Regions from separate parts of the Zea mays genome. Here region 1 is linked to region 2. The links are chromatin contacts, called in public Hi-C maps. All regions are on one chromosome and are shown on one strand. The core of a region is the stretch at or near the end of the contact, and the rest is flanking DNA. Distances in the headings are between cores, read along the strand shown.

Region 1 (3,906 bases), core at 306-2,805, 210 kb after region 2:
AAGTTGCTATGGCAGTGGGAAGGAGCTAGTTCTAGCAGAAACTCATGTCATTTTCATCAATACAAGATACACAAACAAAACTATTAACCATGGTTAACCTAAATTTTGGTCTCTCAAGCACCTCTGAATAAAATCTACACCCATTCACATCATAACCCCGATAGCTGGTCACCATTTTGCAAAACCAAACAATATTTCAAGCAGCATATTATCAATAATTCTGCAATCACTAAAAAGTTCATAGTAGTAATGAAAGGTTACTTTGAGTACTCAGATTGCTACATTAATTTAATGTGAAATTAAGAGTATGCAGAAAAATTGCATCTGTGAACCAATCAAAGAAGTTAGGCCGATGCTACCAATGGCTATTCTTCCACCCATTCAACCTCAATTCATGAAGCAGATTGGGTTTGGCCTAGACAAACTAATTGCAATACCAATCAACCAGTGTTTTCTATCCAATCATTAGAGGGAGCCAGTCGACATCTACTCTCATGTGATGAGTGATTTCAAATAAACAGTAATTTAACACAGATATCAATCAAATTCTAGTACTAATAGCTACATATTTATGAAACAACCCAATACACAGACCATATGTTCGATGTACACAAGAAGGGAAATAAACAGCATCCAACTAGTTCACTGGACCAATGATATAAGACATAGTAACTGTAGTGAACAATCTAGCCAGTAACCACACAAAGGTTATGAGTAGAACATGGCGTAATTAGGCATTATAGATTTATAGTTTCCAAAACCACCGAACACAGGAACCGAATTGGCGAATTATATAAAGGGAAGAACAGAATGCACGTACTATATTATATATAACGAACCAGTCAGAACCAAATCCATTCCACTTCTACTAGTGTCCAAAAATATTGGTCAACTATAATTTCCTAAATGAAAATTTTATTCAAAATTCATTCCCTGAATAGACAGCAAATGTCTAAGAGTTGAACACATTCGTCACACAGCTCGTGCACTGAACACTTGCCTTCGTCTCCAAATTCATTTATCATGCAGATAAGGGCACGGAGCAAATCCTTGGGTATTCCCACTCCCGCATGAAAAAAGAATCCAACCTATAGGTTCTAAACTTCTAGTCTAGTTGCAAATTGCATCTGCATAAACAATGGAACAAGTGAACAACTCACCTTGTAAATCACTAATATAAATCCTCACTTCCTCTCTCGTCTATCCTCAGCTGCAGAACGCCAGAACCGTTGCGGAGTGCGGACCTCGTCACCTGGACTACTGGGCTGGACCTGGCCAGCTGTCCGCCGCCCACCGCGCCGCGCCGCCGCCCTTGCAGCCTAGCAGCAGAAGCGTGGAGGCGGAGGCGGAGGCCGCGCCCGTGGCCCGTGTTGCTGTGCAGCTTGCCTCGCACCGCCGCCCCCCGCCGCCTACGCTTAGGGACTTAGGGTTAGGGAGTTCGGCGTCGCACCGTCGCGGCTCTCCGGGAAACGGGGTCGCGAGTCGATTAGGATGTGTTTTGTTGGAGGTGAAAGACCGGGACGAGATCCAACCAAACACACCATGTGTCCGTGACTGAGGTTGCGTTTCGTTTTTTTTTGTTTAGTCCTTTTTCAAAAAAAATTATTTAGACCATTGGACGACTTATTTTCTAATTTTTTTTACTCCTTGCTCGTCGTCGTATCCTACAACGTCGAGATAACACAACTCAGTATGTCGTGCCTAGAACGCCGAGCAACCTGCTCAGTTGGCGCGGAGGGATGATGCGACGTCGACGTAGCCCTCTAGCTCGTCACCGAGTTAGGCGCCACAGATTTTGGCGCCGAGAAGGCCTATAAATCAGCCGTTTTTTGGTCGAGAGCTGCACCTAGCCATTTGAATCTTCTTCTATATCGTCCAGAGGTGCTCCAATCTTCGTATTCGAGTTAGAAAACTTTGTAGACCAAGGTATGATGTCTTACTAATTCGTTTGTTACGTATATTATGTTGTATGGTTTCGATTTATTAGTTTTGATTGTTGCTCATATTGCTATTCATTATGATTCCTAGGATACATGGTTTATATGGTGACTACAGTTTATTAGATAGTTTGTGAAATACTTGTATTTATAAGTTAAAATCATTTCTGCTATTTCTATATAGTTGTGTTAATATAAAATCATTTCTTAGATGAAAGACATATATCGGAAGTCATTGTAGCAGAAGAGAGGTCGTCCTCGAGAGTTATATCCGGATATATCTATTGGGGTCTTCATCTTTTGAAGGTCCTCAAAAAACACGTTTAACCATTGGTTATCAACATGTTGCCAAGTATTACATGAGCTTCGGCACCGGAACACCTTCAATGGAGGACGATAGAGGGGCGACGAAGCTAGCTTCGTCATAGCAACACAAGGAAACAATGCAAGGAGAAGGTGTCATCCTGAATGCTGAAAGCAAAAGACAATATTGCCCTTGTATTATTTTAAATCCTATGTGTAATCCTTATGGGTGTAAATGTAATTCATACGAAGTTGTATAGATGAACAGTGCCCTACATAAAGTACCTTTTTGGTGGGCTGGATAATTGTGTGTAATATCTTCCCTAGAAGACCTTCGTCCTAATTCACTCTGTAAAACCGAAGGTACGATTGTACATTCATTATATGAAAGGGGAGAAATGTGTCACACCCGGATCCAAAACCCGGGCGTGAGATAATCACCAAGTGTGATGGGATCAAGTCTCACACATATGATGACTCATGGTATAAAAACGAATGTTACATCATTTATATATAACGGAATTCTATACAAAATAAATAATTACATCATAAGGAGACAACGATCCAGCAACCCAAAGTTGACTGGGAGACGACGACATAGACCTCTCGCGAACTCATTGCAGCATCCTTCACGCGCCTCATCTTGCGGTACCTGTCCTTAACCTATGGGGGTGTGAGACAGCAAGGGTGAGCTCACGTACGTTCATCGCTCAACAAGTTGTGGGGAATAATGTGCATGAACTCGCAAAAGGTGGGAGCTCATGTGAAGTGTAAGGCTTACCAAAGAGGATAGTTAAAGCTGATCATTGCTTTTAAAGTTGGTCAAAATTTTATTAGCAATTACTAGGTATAAGTAGATACCAACTAAAAAAGTAATAGATCAAAATTGATAACAACACCCGCGATGCAATGCATATGACAAATTAAGTTTAATTCCATAAATTAATCATGTGAGGGTCCGAGCTGCTCATAACCATGAGCACGGCTGATATACCAGTTTTACACTCTGCAGAGGTTGCACATCTTTACCCACAAGTCGTGTTACCCATTTGCCACGGAGTTGATTAGACCCCATACACCTCTACCAAGTAAGCGAGACAGGGTACCACTACGAGGTCTTTATAAAGTTCCACTAGCTTCAGAAAACTCACTACAGTTTCTAAGAAGCCCCAATGCAGGGATCCCTCGTCTGACCGCCATCACAGCAAAATCAGCCCGAGAACCTCCCTACATCGACCACTCTCCTACTGCTCTTGCCCATTTCGGGTAAGGTAGTCCTCCACTAGCTTTCCTAATTAGTCAGTCAAGGGCGTCTCATACCACCCTTGTGGTAGCACTGTTTTCCCGGTTGGTCGCTCCATGTTCCAATTAACAATATGATCTTATCATGAACAATAATTAAACAACAACATAATTGGAACATGATCATAATGAAACATTAGTTTTCCAAAACCAAGTAGAGCAATAGCAAAACTACCCAATAGTTCATTGTTTGCAAGGTGATGGATAAACAATGCTAGGCAAACCTATTAGGTCCCATCAAATTAACCTAAGCATGTCACAGTGATTAACAGCGGACATTATTAGGTAAAAAGGAGTGATAAAGGGCACAACTTGCCGGAGATCAAGATTCCTAGGTACCAACCTGGTCTCCAAGTGACTTGTA
Region 2 (4,174 bases), core at 1,406-3,905:
TGTCATACAAATACAAGAATGCACACAGCTAGCTAGTGCTTTTACTCTAAACCACCCTCATTCAAAAAGGCCAAGACAAAGAAATAACTATTCAGAGATCACAAACATACAGGCATAGGAAAGCAAAGACACAACAGAAAAAATTCTTTAGGAGATACGAATACCAAACATCCAAGTAGTCAGATATCAGCACAGAGTGACAATCATAAGGGTCATTTGAATCTATCGCTCACCTCGTGTTGCTAGGCAGGGAACAACTAGCCTACATGAGGAGAGGCTGATGCAAACATGTTAGGGGCACTAGTTGTTTGCTTCTTTTGTTTTGAAATCATAGAATGGATAACTGAAACAATTACTCAAAGCAATCTCTTCAGATATAACCAACCAACACATTGCTTGGCTAGGCTAGATAAACAACTGCTGGAACAAGCGAAGGAACTAAAAATAGCCAAGTTTCGCTGCTCAGCGCTTAGCAAGTTTTACTAAAATTAAAGCATGACTGCACAGGATACTCGACCAAACATAGTACAAAAGAAACATTGTGCTCTTTGCAGACATATTAACTTAATGAACAATGTAATGGTAATAATCAAACTATATAACACAACAGGCTAAGATATGGGGCCACGTTTTTTCTCATGCCATTTAAAGAAAACTGAACATAAGCAAGCGGAAAGCATTCAAACCACATACAAGAAGAAAATAGTTAAAGAAGTCTTAGCCTCTTGGTTAGCTTCAAATATGAGTTAGATACAGCTGAAAATAATGGTCTACTCCATAGGACAATATCACTTACCAGCTACCAGTGCATCCTTGTTACAAGACTTTTAGGAGTAAAAGAAAGATTGTGCAGTTGACTTAAACTCACCTAACTACTGCATAATTCACCTACAGCCAGATTGTATAGCTACACCAAAATCATTCAAAGGCAGCCCAAAAGGAACAGAGACCCAAGAAGTTCTCTAGAAAAACTGTGCATGCCAATGACATACCTTTATAAGGTAATACTGACAGTTTGTTTCAAACCTTCATTGCTGTTGGTTTTCACTTGAGTACTATAATTAAGAAACAACATTTCCAACATGTCAACAAAATTCGACATGTATAACAAAGGTACATCCATTTTGTGAACGAAAAGATTTCTATCCAACTAAAAATTCTTAAATAACAAGATATACATTAGGAAATTCTTCTAACAAGCCTATCATACATCATTCAACAATCCACTATTGCTACAGCCTATGCATTGCTTGAACTATTAGCAAGTGCTGATAAGTGGTTGACCTTGTAACAAATACAAAGAAATTATGAAGCTTATACACAAAACTGAGTTTTTTAAAAGTCTGCAGTGTAGTGTTGCGATGTTTCGTTTTTTCCAAAAAAAACCTCAAATTACAAAATGAAGTATGCTGTGAAATATATTGTGGTGTTTCATTTTTTTCCAAAAAAAAAACACCTCAACTTAAGTGATTCAGAAGAAGTTTGGTTCGACAGCTCCAGCATGGACATAGGTTTGTGGGGGGCCATGTGAGCAGAAAAAATATCTCTACGACAACTCGCACGATCAGATCAACAGGGGTGGCAGAGGCAACACCTGCACAATTAATATTATTGGACTCTCTCGATTTGGCGCATCTGTGAGGTTCGGTTTGTCTCTGACAGGTATGGTTCGCTTCCTCTAGTGTTTACGGTTCTATTTGCTCTTTCCATGATTCGATTTTCACCAACACTGAAGCTGCTCTCACCTTTTAGTGCATTGCAAGAGTTATGTGTCTAGAAAAGCCAAAAAAACATCTTATAATTTGGAATAGAGGGAGTACAGTATAAAAATAATAGCACCAATGGACATCTTATGCAAAAAAGGCTTGCTGGATGTCATCCATGCTCATTTGTGTAAATCACATTCTACCTCTGTAACTTCCTCCTTCCAATGCACAGGTAGCCTAACAACACCTGACCTGATCGTTGCAGCATTGGGCATGGGGCATAGGCCCCTAAATTTTTCTACATCATCTTATCTACAGAGCAAAACTTGATACACTCCAATTGGAAACAAATCTATCCAACGGTCCACAATCAGACTCCGCTCAGCAAGTCACCGGATGGAACAGACGAATCACATTTGGCGCACTAAGAATCAGACTACGCATGCACGCATGGAAGTTAAGAAAGGACACAAGGATCATATATACTTCATAAGGTCTGCTTCCAGGTTAGGAAGCACACACATCGCCGTGCCTAAACTGGACCTTTAATTTTGTTAACGGCTCAAGCAACAAGGAACGAGAAACGGGCAAATGGAGGCAGAAAGTTTGCCCGTTTCAGCGAGCCCCACGGCGCGGCGGCCCCGGACTTGGCGCCGGCGACAGCGCCGCTGCTTGCCGGGGAGGTGCTCGGCCCAATCTGCTCGTCTGAAGCAAAGCGGAGCAGGGGCGCAACCACTGTAGAGTAATCGCTCGAATCACAGAAAAGGGAGAGATCTCGGCGCGATACTCACCGGCGGCAGCGGTACGGAGGGAGGGAGGGGACGCTGCGACCGCCGTCGTCGCACCTTGGCTCGATAGGTGGAAACGAATTGGGGATCAGATGGTGTGGCCGCCTGGCAAATGGAAGGGGCTTGGCCGCCTTGGTTTGGAGGGTTGGGCGGACGCCATGTGGATGTCCACATATCTACCCTCACAGCCCGCGTGTATATGACGAAGGTACCTCGGTCCAAAGGAGAGTAGACCGCGTTTGGTTCGAAGGACTAAAGATTAGTCCCTATATTTTAGTCTAATTTAGGCTCTGTTTAGTTTCTTTAGTCACTAGACTAAATTTTAGTGACCAAAGTTTAGTCGCTAAAGTACCACGTTTGATTCCAATGACTAAACTGGACTAAAGAGCATTAATTGCTATGAATAATGACTGTTTTACTCTTATTAATTAATGAATATTTGCTATAAGAAGAAAGTGGAGAGGGCAAATAAGGTAAAAATATTATTTTAGCCCTTTTAGTCACCCCTTGGTGACTAAAGAACTAAAGTTTAGTCACTACACTTTAGTCACCATGTTTACTTATTTAGGGACTAAAAGTGACTAAACTTTAGTCACTAAACTTTAGTCACCCCAAACCAAACGGAGCCTTAGTTCCTAAATTACCAAACGGTAGGATTAAAATAGGGACTAAACTACTTTAGTCCCTAGTCCCTCAAGATGTGGCTAAAAGGGACTAAACCATATTAATTCCACATTTGTCCCTCATTTAGTTCAATTATACTAATAGCACGAGAATGTTAAAGACCATTTTAGTCTCCTTATGAGTCATTTAGTATATTTTTACTAATTTTAGTCACTAGAACCAAACATGCTAGGGACAACTTTAGTCCCCTAACTAAATTTTAGTCTCTAGACTAAAGAAACCGAACATGGCCTTAATCGGGTGTATTTCATATTGTGTTTGGTCTATCAAATCAAGTTTAGTCTATGTTACATAGTAAAATATTTAAATAATAATTGCGAGTATTAAATATAGTTTAATTATAAAACTAATTACGTAGATGGAGAATAAACAACGAGATGAATTTATTAAACATAATTAAGCTCATATCTAATATTCATAATTAATATTTAAATATTTGATTTCATACGAACTAAACTTTAGTCAGGAGAATCAAACACTCTCTTAAAATTTAGTTCATGTAATATGGGATGTTTGAGTGTCAATCATGAATACTTCCTCTATTTTAAATACAATTCGTTTGATTTTTTTTCAACCTCAACTTTGACAACCTCGTCTAATTAAAGAATCATGAAAAAATGAAGTCATATGTAAAGTATATTTGATAATAAACAAATCCACAATGACTTTTTGTTTTTTCACAAAATTTTTAATAAAATGAGTGGTCAAAGTTAGGATTGAAAAAGTCAAACAATTATAAATTAGGAGGGGTCTTAAATATAGTTTGATTATAAAACTAATTACATAGATAAAGACTAAACGACGAGATAAATTTATTAGGGGGTGCTTGGTTTCTAGCGACTAATCTTTAGTCCCTTCATTTTATTCTATTTTATTTCATAAAATTACCAAATACGGAAACTAAAATAGAGTCTTAGTTTCTGTATTTTACAATTTAGGTACTAAAATGGAATACAATGTAGTGATTAAGGGCCTGTTTGGTTCCTTTAGTCCAGG

Evidence for each region. Hi-C and Micro-C count contacts between places; a contact is called where the count stands out from the background.
Region 1: a contact with region 2 is called in a Hi-C map of ear, with 2.2 times the contacts expected there. The contact joins the promoter of LOC100283986 here to the promoter of LOC100285712 in region 2. A contact is called at or near these places in 7 of 25 Hi-C or Micro-C datasets (bundle sheath, ear, endosperm and 2 more).

What each region holds. Positions count from the first base shown.
Region 1 is chr9:129,946,816-129,950,721 of Zm-B73-REFERENCE-NAM-5.0, forward strand. It overlaps LOC100283986 (PRKR interacting protein 1), which reads right to left and starts at 1,556. Exons shown (of 3, transcript NM_001156884.2): 1 at 1,161-1,556. LOC103639063 (probable WRKY transcription factor 4) reads left to right here. Exons shown (of 4, transcript XM_020544433.3): 4 at 2,149-2,580. The coding sequence ends at 2,152.
Region 2 is chr9:129,737,425-129,741,598 of Zm-B73-REFERENCE-NAM-5.0, forward strand. LOC100285712 (RING zinc finger protein-like) reads right to left here and starts at 2,656. Exons shown (of 2, transcript NM_001158603.2): 1 at 2,498-2,656.